Linked DNA regions of Sus scrofa: region 1 is linked to region 2. A link is a contact called in public HiChIP or PLAC-seq data. All regions are on one chromosome and are shown on one strand. Each heading gives the region's core, a stretch centred on a gene start, on an enhancer-like site or on the middle of the called end of the contact. The rest is flanking DNA. Distances are from core to core; before and after follow the strand shown. Region 1 overlaps UBE2E2 (UB2E2). Region 2 overlaps LOC106505551 (a long non-coding RNA gene).

Region 1 (6,229 bases), core at 141-2,640, 170 kb before region 2:
CACTGGTGCAGGTATTAATGAAGTAGCAGGGTCTAATCAGATGCAAAGACATTCTCCTCAACTAAAGACCTGGAGCTGGGACCAAGGTCTTCTTCATTCACTCCCACCCTCAGATATATGCCAGGAGTTGTATAAGCATTGCTCAAGTTTATTTAAGTAAATACCTAGCTGACTATTCTGTAGCATAAGAGTGTAGAATATAAATGATTGGTTCTACAATCAAAATGTGAATAAAAGAAATAGCATCTCATTAACAGTTTTAGTACCTCTAAAAATCTAGTTTATTTATTTCATGAAGAAATATTAAATTTTAAGGTTCACCTGAATTTATAAGAACACAGTATGTAGAAAACTGAATTTCAAGAGTCTTCCCAGAGCATTTATGTTGTCTCTCTCAAGGCAGTAACATATTTCCTTTTACGGTAATTCTATCCCACTAGACTAGCAGTTCCTTGAGAACAAGAACTAGATCTTCTTGAAAATATAAACCTACATTTAAATTTTAAGACTAGTATACTACTACTCCAAAAAGAGGCCAGAAGAGAGGAAAGAAGATAACTTCATGCATGACTCTAGCACCAGGATTATCAACTAAATTTTTCTTTTCCTTTCAAATTTTAAAAATATTTCTAATTTTATACACTTATAATCACAAATGACATATAATATGGCCTACTCCTTTTTATATACATCTTTTCATATTCCCAAATAGTTTGCCTATTTGTTTTTACTGGATATATAACCATCCAAAGAATTAACTTCAGGCATTTCTCTCCACATAACACTGTTTACCTTCACATTTTCACTGTTGCATGTAATAGTCTTTATTTTTAATTATTTTCCATATGCTAGAGGCCCGTATGTTAAATTAGTGAACTAAAGGTTATGAACATTTCCACTGCTACTGAGGCATAGCCAGCATGCTTTCAGTTGGAGTGGTATCTTTCTCTTAGTTTTACTTCTCTTTTATATTTAACTCTCCGCCCATGGGTAAGAAGTAAGCCATCTCTGCATGATCCCACAAAACCTATTTCAGTACCATTTACATTCAATAAATGTTTCTCATATACTCCTTACTAAAAGATAAAATGTAGAAAATACTACCCATTATTACAATCTTACTAGTCTCTTTACAGGCTATTAAACCACCATGAATACAAAAGTAAACACACTTTATAATGAAGGACAAGACAATGCCACAGATTTAGTCTGTTCTTTCTATTATGGGACCATAAGTCACATTGTTTAAGAAAATCTGTTTTTGTTGGCACACCAAATTTCAACGTCTATGGTTAAGTCACACAAATTCTTTTTTTATATACACAGCCTGCAGGGTACCAAGCTGGATAAGAGTGTGTGATTCATTTTCCTAAGTCATAAGTCCTCAGATCTCTATTACTCACAGGGTTCTATAACTGTGGCATTAAAAACTATTGAGTAATTTATTACAATCCACGCATAATTCACACTGCTATATAATAATTCACAGATACAACCATTTTTATTATAATGACACCTTGGAAGTTTTTTTGTCAGTCATCAGCTCAACAGAAAAATATTTATATACAACTTATAGATTTAAACAACCAAGATATTGCTAGTGAAAAGCAGATAGCTTTATTTTTCTTTTCCAACTTGAGTAATTGTGATTTTACTTTGTTGCAAATAAACAGTCAATTAGACCTAAAAACTTGTTACAATAAAAACATAATACATGCCCCCCCATTATAACACATTTATGTAGCATAATATAATCTGCATTTGAAAACCTATAAAAACACTTAAAACGACAGCTAAGGAAATGAATCTAAGTAGTGAGGTTAGCAGCATAGGCTTTATTTACCTCTAATGGTTGTAACTTTTACCTGTAAATATATGAGTATGGCAAACTGCTGGTAACCCTATCCTATGATTTTGAGAGTTGTTTCTCTAATGCAGAAGTAATCCAGAGAGATGATTAGAATCTAATCTTTTCTGTTTACCCACAGAACAAAGGAAGAAGATAGGAAGATGTAGGAATATCATTTACACATATAGATTTTATGGCGTAAATATGTTAATTCAAAATATAAGTTAATAATTAACTGTTTTACAAATAATTTACTATTACTATTTAAGGTAATAAATTTAAGAAACACTCCTTTAATAAAAAAATAAACATATTAAGTATACAGTTTGCATGAAGACATCAACTATTCTTCAAGTTTCCAAGACTGTGTTTTTAAAATTAAAGAGAAGTGCTTTATAACTTTCTGACAAAATTGAGAAATAGACTAACAACTTGAATGTGAAGGTATGACTTATAGCCTACTTATCACCAAAAAGCTCATAAACAGAAATAACAAGAGACTTTTAGACTATTAGACCATAAGACTAACAATTAGACCATTAAAATATAAAATGAACAGCTAACCCAGAGGAGAATGGTTCTTTATCTCTTGGGCGAGGGTTGTGGTCACCGAAATTTTGATAAAAGCTGAGGACACTCCCTTAGATTCCCACATGCACACAAACAATTTTACCTATCATTTGAGAGGGGTTCATGAACTCCTAAAGCTGAGACACAGAAGATGGATTTAAAACTCCTGCCACAGAGAACTAGAGAAGAAATTATCCATATCAAAAGCCTAGGCTAATAAAATTACTGTAATGAAAATGAAATACAACTCCAAGCTTCCTTGCAGCTGAAGCAAAGAGAAAACACAATGGACGAAATAATTCTCAATGGCTGATAGAAGGAAGCTTGCCAGATCGTAAGAAAACTTTGCTCTGAAACAAATCTTTGAAGAATATGGCATGCGAATTCTTATAAAAGTAATACTGAACACTGTAAGAGACAGTTTCATAGGAGATGCAGAAATATTTACCATATAACTGCATCTTATAAAGACCAGTGAAATATGAGGGAATAATACTAAAATATAAGACTAACTAGCTTTCTGATAATCTAGTTTGATTACAAGGTGAGAAAGATGTTATACCACCGCTCTCCAAGCTCATGCTCAAAACAGCCCAAAATATAAAATGAGAAAATTTTCACTGAGTACAGACCTAATCTCAGAATCCTCAAAGCAGTCACTTTCCATATATTGGAGTGGGCATTTGGAACCTTTACATATGACACAGTAATGTAATAGAGAATCAAGAATCAGCACAGAAGATATGCTAAGAGTATAGGAAACAGAGCCAGTCTGCATTTAAATCCTGGCTCATCTACTTAATAGCTGTGTGACTTTCCTTTTTTTTCTTTTCTTTTTTCTTTTTTTTTTCTTTTGTCTTTTTGCCTTTTCTAGGGCCACACTTGCAGCATATGGAGGTGCCCAGGCTACAGGTCTAATCCAAGCTATAGCCGCCAGCCTACTCCAGAGCTATAGCAACGCAGGATCTGAGCTGTGTCTGTGACCTACACTACAGCTCATGCATGGCAATGCCGGAACCTTAACCCACCAGCAAGGCCAGGGATGGAACCTGCAACCTCATGGTTCCTAGTTGGATTCGTTAACCACTGAGCCACGACGGGAACTCCAGCTGTGTGACTATACTGCAGCTTCTCATCTACAAGGCTATAATAACGTCTTCACTCTTAATAGAGTTGGTGAGAATTAAATATATATATATATCTCCTAGTCCAGGGTCTACTGACCTACATAGATTTGTTAACATTAAACAGGGTTGGACAGGGTCTGACATACATAACTTATCAGCTATTATACAATTCTTTAAGGATATATATTTTTAAAACTTTACATTAATATAGAAGCCATTTTAACTACCAGATTTAATTAAAATGACCTGATTTTTATTTATTGTAGATATTTATTATCAAAGTCACTACAATCTCTAATCTTCGCTAATTTAACTATATTCTGAATCAATCCCTTGCCTCTCACTTTTTCTCTTTGGCCAAAGTTTTAAGAAGATGGAAACAATACTAAGAGGCCTTTAAAGAAAAAACTTATTAAAGACTTATTTCTCTATGCATATCTTAACTGAATGTCCAGTATTTCTTGAAGCCATTTGTTCTCAAATGCCTCCATTTGGCTTCAGCTCTGTTGGTGTAGTTAATCTTTAATTCATGTGAAATTACAGCAAAGTCACAGCTTACTCCAAAATTAGATTCTAAAGTCATCATAGGAGTTCCTGCCGTGGCGCAGTAGTTAACGAATCCGACTAGGAACCATGAGGTTTCGGGTTCGTCCCTGCCCTTGCTCAGTGGGTTAACATCCGGCGTTGCCATGAGCTGTGGCGTAGGTTGCAGACGCAGCTCGGATCCTGCGTTGCTGTGGCTCTGGCGTAGGCCGGTGGCTACAGCTCTGATTTGACCCCGAGCCTGGGAACCTCCATATGCCATGGGAGCGGCCCAAGAAATGGCAAAAAGACAAAAAATAAATAAATAAATAAATAAATAAAGTCATCATAAAAGGCAAAAATTGCAGTCAAAATTACCTTTGAATATCTCCTTAAATCAGCCTGTAAAGTGTTATCCCTCAGTAAGGCCAGCACAACCAGTTTTCCTCTAGCATTGTTCTAAATAAATACTGTCCATTCAGCTGAATATTGGATAAAGGAGTTGACTTGTTAAGGAAAGACTGAAGTCACACTCAGCAAAGGGAGCTGTTCGCAAGCAAAACCCAAGAACTGAAAGAACATCTCCCACCTTTCACCCAAGGAGACCTACTCACTGATCAGAAGACAGCAACAGCTAAAGGACTCTCCTCTATACTCTCTAAACTACCCTTCTCCCAAGCATGAGCCCTCTTTTCTTCAGGGATGAATTGACAAAAGTTAAATAAGACACAAAGCATATAAGATCATGTTGGCACTAAAAATTTCTATTTTTTATTTTTACTTTTTGCTTTTTTTTTTTTTTTTTTTTTTTTTTTTTTAAGGCTGCACCTGTGGCATATGGAGGTTCCCAGGCTAGGGGTCGAATCAGAGCTGTAGCTGCTGGCCTACACCACAGCCACAGCAGCTCGGGATCTGAGCCACATCTGTGACCTACACCTCAGCTCACAGCAATGTCAGATCCTTAACCCACTGAGGGAGGCCAGGGATCAAACCCGAAACCTCATGGTTCCTAGTTGGATTTGCTTCCACTGTGCCACAATGGGAACCCCAGCACTAAAAATTTTTCAGGTAGTTCTGATGCCATACAACTTGAATGTTTATATGTTATAATTAATTTTATAACATGGCACATTCTTTTTTTGAGGCTTCCATATGCAAACTGGTCAGGAGATGTTTTTGCTTTAAACATTCTAAATTTTCAATATTCCACTTAGCTGGCAGAACTCAGATTCTGTGGAACAATTTCAAATTTCACCTGATCCTCCTAACTCCTCCTTCAATCAGGGATTATAGTTCAGAATTAAGTTTAAGTCGTAGGGAAATTGCATAGAAATTCCTTTTCTATCCATAAAAGAGAAGCAGTTCCCGCTGTGGTGCAGAGGAAACAAATCCAACTAGTATCAATGAGAATGTGGGTTTGATCCCTGACCTCGCACAGTGGGTCGGGGATCTGGCGTTGCCATGAACTGTGATGTAAGGCTGCAAACCCAGCTCTGATCCCACGTCGCTGTGGCTATGGTGTAGGCTGGCAGCTGTGGCTTCGACCCCTAGCCTGGGAACTTCCATATATGAAGCAGGTGTGGCCCTAAAAAGACCAAAAAAAAAAAAAAAAAAAAAAAAGGAGAGGCATAACAGTGAGGATGTGGGGTAATTCAGATCATACTGCCTAATGTGTATCCCATGTTTAAAAATTGAAACAGATGCCTGTTATGAAGGCAGTCAGTCACCTGATACAATCATCTACAGAAATGTGTGAGGCTGGGGTGAATCAGACCAATCAATGACTGCCCTGCTGACAGAAGAAAATGTATTCAACTACAAAAACTGGACAACATGATCCATACTTTTGCAACAAGAGAAATGAGAACAAAATTTATGAAAATTGGGAACTGGAAACAAAATACACTTGCCTTGCCTATGCAATGGACTCTTCAAAAGTTTTATGTTAATCAGAAATTTTACATGGCAATACTACTCTTTTAAAATACAACAATAAGTTTGTATTCTTCGGGAACTAGCTTTTTAAAAATGGAAAAAAGGATAAAAAGTCTAGAAAGTCTCCACTATGGTTATCTATTCACTTAACAAGCAGCAACTGAATACCTCTAAGTGCAGGCAATGATGCTTTGTTATGCCCTCTCATTTATATAACTCTTGGGAG
Region 2 (5,746 bases), core at 895-3,394:
ACACGATAAAACTCACGAGGCAATGGAGGCAGGAACACGGGGAGACGTCGCTGAGGTTTTCTGGGACATTCTGCACGTTTGGAATCACGCATGTGGTGCTTTTCTGGGAGTCTCGCTAAAAGTGCTCCACGGGAGAGACTGATCCAGGAAAAGGCATGTCAGAACCACAAGGATGAAGGAAAAATTTGAGTCACAGCTGTGTTCATGGTAAGCAGAAAAACACATTTATTTTTAGACTGCAAAAGGAACCTAGGAAGAATTGAATAAATACACCTCTACTGAAAACACTGACAAGATGCTCTTCATTTATGAAGAAAATATTTAATACCGAGCCTTCGAATGGGAATGAAAATGAAGATAATAGCTGGATTTGCAGTATTTATGCTAATGTTTCTCATTGTTAAACATAAAATGACATTTGGACCACAGCATTTCATGTAAGATGCTAGTGATGAAAGTGTAATGAGAGAGCCAAGATGAGAAGACGAATTGAGCATCTTTTCTGCCAGGACTTAGAAGAAAAGCTTTGCAGGTATGATCCCCTCCCACCCTCACAGCATGTTATTCACCTTTAGAAGGGCTCACAGTGCCGCAGAGAGAATGTGCAAGAAAGATTTTCATTTTCTCCTTATGATAATTCCATAAATAAAATGTAAATACATGCTTATTATGTTTCAAACTCCAAAGAATTTATCTTTCAGGCTTGTCACTTGCCATAATCTCTCTTCCATTACCAAGCTGATAAATAGCTTTCCAGTTCTTTTTATATGCATAAGTCTATTTATTTAACCTTTTATTTTTATTATTTATTTATTTATTTACTTATTTTTGGCCATGCCCATGGCATGCAGAAGTTCCCAGGCCAGGGATTGAACTCATGCCACAGCAGTGACAACACTGGATCCTTAACCTGCTGAGCCACTAGAGAACACCTATATTTAACTTTTTAAATATAAAGATAATTATTGAGGAGATAATTAGTTGGAACATAAATATGAAATGATTTCATTTTAAAAAATGACTATATTTTTTATATTTAATTTTATTGGACTATAGCTGACTTACAATGCTATATTCGTTTCAGGTGTACAGCGAAGTGAATCAGTCATACACTGAATATATCCATTCTTTTTTTCCTATATAGATTATTACAAACCATTGAGTAGATTTTCCTGTGACTGTGATATTTGAAACTTCCATTTTTGATTAGGTGCTGAGTCGGTTCCTTAATACCCCAGCGCCTTTCCATAACTTTCTTGTGATCTTCAGTTAGAAGGTTTCATTTCAATATTGATGATTATGTTTATTTGAATACGTCAATCTCAAATGCAGTTGAGAGAAGGTCTCCTCCCCAACTCTAGTGAAGCCCAGATCTATGTGTGACTCCAGCTGCTGGGTTTGCATGGGCATGGGCATGGGGAACTGACTCATAACCTTCCTTCCTAGGCGGGATCTGCTGTTTCTAGCCTTTCTGAGCTCAGTGGTGGTGAAAGTCTCAATTCGCCTCTTGCAAGAGTGGCTGGCTTCCACTCAGCAGTGGGGGCTTTTGTAGCCCTTGGTCATGTTGGCGTACCTCTCCCAACCAAGGATGGTGTCCATTCTCATTCTTTGATAAGACACACCTTTGCCTCTTAAAATACCTGACTGTGACTGTTCTAAGAAAAGTTTTTCTGCCTCTACTTGGCAAAAATCATCTCTGAGGCTGGCAGACAGTGGGTTTATCTCATCTTCCATGTCTGTCTGAAATCAAGCACCTGAGGGGGCTGGGGACAGACCTGACTTTCTTTCTACCTGGTACTCCTCCCATCCCCCACTTGCCATCTCTCTCCAAGTCCCTTCTCTTTTGTAGAGAGCATGGACTTAGAGCTGCTGGCCGGTCAGACATCCAGAGAGGGAATAAAATGCCCATCTCTACTTCTTGCTGTAATACCTGTTCTTTATAAGTAATTCTTTTGGCGCTTCATTAGAGATCTCTACCTTGTTTGGGGAGGGGAAGCAACCTCTTCTCTCCCTACATTGTGGCTCAGTAGTAATGAATCCAGCAGGTTCGATTCCTGGGATCCCTGGCCTCGCTCAGTGGGTTAAGGATCCAGTATTGCCTTGAGCTGTGGTGTAGGTCATAGATCTGGCTTGGATCTGGTGTTGCTGTGGCTGTGGCCTAGGCTGGAAGTTGCAGCTCTGATTTGACCTAGCCTGGAACTTCCTTATGCCTTGGGTGCGGCCCTAAAAAGGCAAAAAAAAAAAAAAAAAAAAAAAAAAAAGGAAAGAAAAAAAAATCCAAGTTGACGTCTTTTTCAATATCCTTAGGCACTGGAACTTGCTCCCTGTGCTGGCTGTTCTCTTTCCTGCTGCCCAAGATCTCTTCTCCATCTTTCCCTGCAGTGCTGTGCCCTGGAAAGCTGATTGCCATGGACCAAGTCACCTCGGCTCCCTGGTCTTTTTGTTTCCAGTTGGTTTCGGTTAATGGGAGGCAGTGGTAGGAGACTGAAAAGTGGCAGAGAAGGAAGTGGGGATATTTTTTTGGGTCTTTTTTTAGGGCCCCACCTGTGGCATATGGAAGTTCCCAGGCTAGTGTTCAAATTGGAGCTGCAGTGCTGCCAGACTACGCTATAGCCACAGCAACTTGGGATCCAAGCCACATCAGTAACCCACAGTACTGATTGCAGCAACGCTGGATCCCTAAGCCACTGAGTGAGGCAAGGGATCAAACCAGCTTCCTCATGGATACTAGTCAGGTTCTTTACTGCTGAGCCACCTCTTAGAAGAGGTACCAGGTACTCTGGAAGTGGGGATATTTATAGCCCTGACCCTCCATCTTAGCCCGTGTTCCTCTGTGGCTGAAGCTCCCAGCCAGTGGCCCCTCCTCCTCACCTCCAGCCCCAGTTGTCCCCTCCTTCCCGCTCCTTCAGCTCAGCCCTGGAAAAGCTCCCACTCTTGCAAATGCCAAGATGCCTCTCACCCTGGACATGTCTACACATCACTCGGGGATCTTGTGAAAATATAGGTACTGACGTAGCAGGGCTGGAGTGGGACCTGAGATTTTTGCATATCTAACAAACTCTTAGGTGATGCCCATGGGTGCTGCTGGGGCACTGTTTGCTCCACCAGCCCTAAACAACAAGCGAGGGAGCCCTGACTTGGTGGAACGTGGGCTGTAGATGGAAAACCTCAGTGCCCAGTACTGAGAAGAGCTGAGGGAAGCCATCATGGACTGTGGTCATCCCATCTTTCTTTCTCAGTGAGAATTCTTTTCTTCTCATTCCTTTTTACCACTCCGAGTGATGCACACCAGAGGCGTACAGGGAGCTAGCTTATTTGCAAGGGTTTCTGGTTCTTCTCTAGAATGAGAAAGCATCGGGTAACATTTTGTTTAAAGGTTATTTTAGGTTTAAAAATACAGAACAAATGGTACAGAGATTCTACTTATGTCATCAAAGGATTTAATTAGATGTAATTTGATGCATTGCTAATGGAAACTTGAAAGCCAGATTTCCTGAAGATAACGTCCAATCTCTATAATTGCTTACTGATGTTTGAGAATTTTCTCTAAAAATCTGTTAAGGGAAAAATTGTTATATGGTTCTAGAATCAAGAAGATAGATTACAACACATATGCCATACTTTTGTACGGAGGGTGTGGTTGGCAGGTGCTCAAAGCACAAAATTTCAGGAGGCACCCATTTTCAGGTTTGTGCAAACGCCTCCTCAATTTTTACCTTAGGTGCCTCACTTGTCTCATCCTAATTTTGACTCTTCCAGTGCCCATGATAGACATTGCAAAGAGATGATACTTGTGTCGAGAAAATGCATGACGGGTGTAACATTTACCTGGATGAAAACACCATCCATGTATCTTTGGTTGATTACCTGTTGTCTCGAATAGTGTTCTCATTCGTACATTTTGTGGTTTGTCACAGTAGACCCCATATAAAGTCATGTGAGATCCTTTCTTGAAGATGGACTTGGAAAATATCTCAACAATTCTTTTTAAAAACTTCTCCCTCTCTGTATCTAACATTTCTCCTTGGGCTTTTCACACATATAATATTATTTTACCACAGAGCTTCATAGCTTGTATGTTTGTTATTTTGAGAGCTTACCTAAGGGTGAGCCTCTCCAAGCTGAGTGAATAAAAATGGACCAAAAACCCCCAAAAGAGAGCATAAAAGTCAAAACCACAAACCATATCCCTTCCCCCACATGGCTTGTCATCATGATTAAATTAGGAAAAGTGTGTTATTTTTAAAAGAGATCTCAAAGGCCAAAACCAACACTTGAAATCCTTCTATTGGAAAAGGCTATTTAGAATAGCTAGGTTTCAACTGCTTGTTTTCAGACCTACTGCATCAAAATCTGGCGCTCTAGAATACCCCCAAATGTGAGAATGCAGAGGTGCTTTACCTTGTTCAAAGCAGAAGTTTCCAATCTTCTGCCTGGGAAAGCAGATCCCTGTGCAAAACATCCTGTGTGGAGTTAATGGTACTTGTCATCCATATAGTGACTGTTTTAACCATCATGGCTGCACAACAAATTTCCCCAAAGCTTAATGGCTTAAAATAGTCATTTGTTACCTCTGAAGTTTACTGTGGGTGAGAAACTTGGTAGTGGCTCTGACTGGTGGTTTGGATTTGGGATTGCTCGTAAGCTGGGGACACAGTTGTCTGAAGGCTTGACTGGGACTAGGGGATCCATTTCCAAGGGGACTCACTCATATGTCTGGCAAGTCGGTGCTGATGTTGGCCTCTCTAGATGGCCTCTGCACAGGGCTGCTTGAGCATCCTCACGGCGTGCCTGCTGGCTTCTTCTGAGTGAGCAGTCCAAGTGGACAAAATGGAAGCTGCAAAGCCTCTTAAGACCAAGCCTCAGAAATCACTCCTTGTCACTTCTATATTCTACTGGCCACATAAAGCCATGTTTTTTTTTTGTTTTTTTTTTTTTTTAAATGGCTGCTCCGGTGGCATATGGAAGTTCCCAGGCTAGGGGTTGAATGGGAGCCTCTTAAGACTGAGCCTCAGAAATCTCTTAATGGATTCAGAGCGGCAGCTGCCAGCCTATACCACAGCCACAGCAAGGCTGGATCTGAGCCACATCTGCGACTTACACCTTAACTCATGGCATTGCCAGATCCTTAACACACTGAGTGGGAGAGTTCCCGTCGTGGCGCAGTGGTTAATGAATCCGACTAGGAACCATGAGGTTGCGGGTTCGGTCCCTGCCCTTGCTCAGTGGGTTAACGATCCGGCGTTGCCATGAGCTGTGGTGTAGGTTGCAGACGCGGCTCGGATCCCGCGTTGCTGTGGCTCTGGCATAGGCCGGTGGCTACAGCTCAGATTCGACCCCTAGCCTGGGAACCTCCATATGCTGCGGGAGAGGCCCAAAGAAATAGCAAAAAGACAACCCTCCCCCCCCAAAAAAAAAACAAAAAACCAAAACACACTGAGTGGGACCAGGGACAAAACCTGAAGCCTCTCGGACACTATGTGGGGTTTTTAACATGCTGAGGCACAACGGGAACTCCCATTCTTTATTTAATATGGGAGAGGACTAAACAAATGAACACAGGCGATAAGGATCACTGGAAGTCATCTCAGAAGATGGCTGCCATGCAGACTTGCAATTTGTCTTCCAGTTTGCAGTTTTATGTCTTACTCTCATTTTTGATGTGACTAATTTCTTTCTTTCTTTTTCTTTTCTTTCTTCTTTTTTCTTTTTTTGCATTTTTAGGGCTGCACTCACGGCATATGGA

What was found. HiChIP or PLAC-seq counts read pairs in DNA pulled down with a chosen protein or histone mark.
Region 1: an H3K27ac HiChIP or PLAC-seq map of alveolar macrophages shows a contact between it and region 2. The contact joins two enhancer-like sites. A contact is called at or near these places in 1 of 47 Hi-C or Micro-C datasets (embryonic fibroblasts) and 1 of 2 datasets of contacts at active chromatin or transcription factors (alveolar macrophages).

What each region holds. Positions count from the first base shown.
Region 1 is chr13:10,036,697-10,042,925 of Sscrofa11.1, reverse strand. All of the region lies in intron 2 of UBE2E2 (UB2E2), which reads right to left. Among named protein-coding and RNA genes, the nearest start is that of UBE2E2, 36 kb to the right of the region's middle. Within about 2 kb of position 1,390, at least 1 of the 83 cell types and tissues checked has an H3K27ac peak or open chromatin away from gene starts, as enhancers often do. A contact at or near this core is called in alveolar macrophages, where this site is marked.
Region 2 is chr13:9,866,304-9,872,049 of Sscrofa11.1, reverse strand. All of the region lies in intron 2 of LOC106505551 (a long non-coding RNA gene), which reads right to left. Among named protein-coding and RNA genes, the nearest start is that of UBE2E2, 130 kb to the left of the region's middle. Within about 2 kb of position 2,144, at least 2 of the 83 cell types and tissues checked have an H3K27ac peak or open chromatin away from gene starts, as enhancers often do. A contact at or near this core is called in alveolar macrophages, where this site is marked.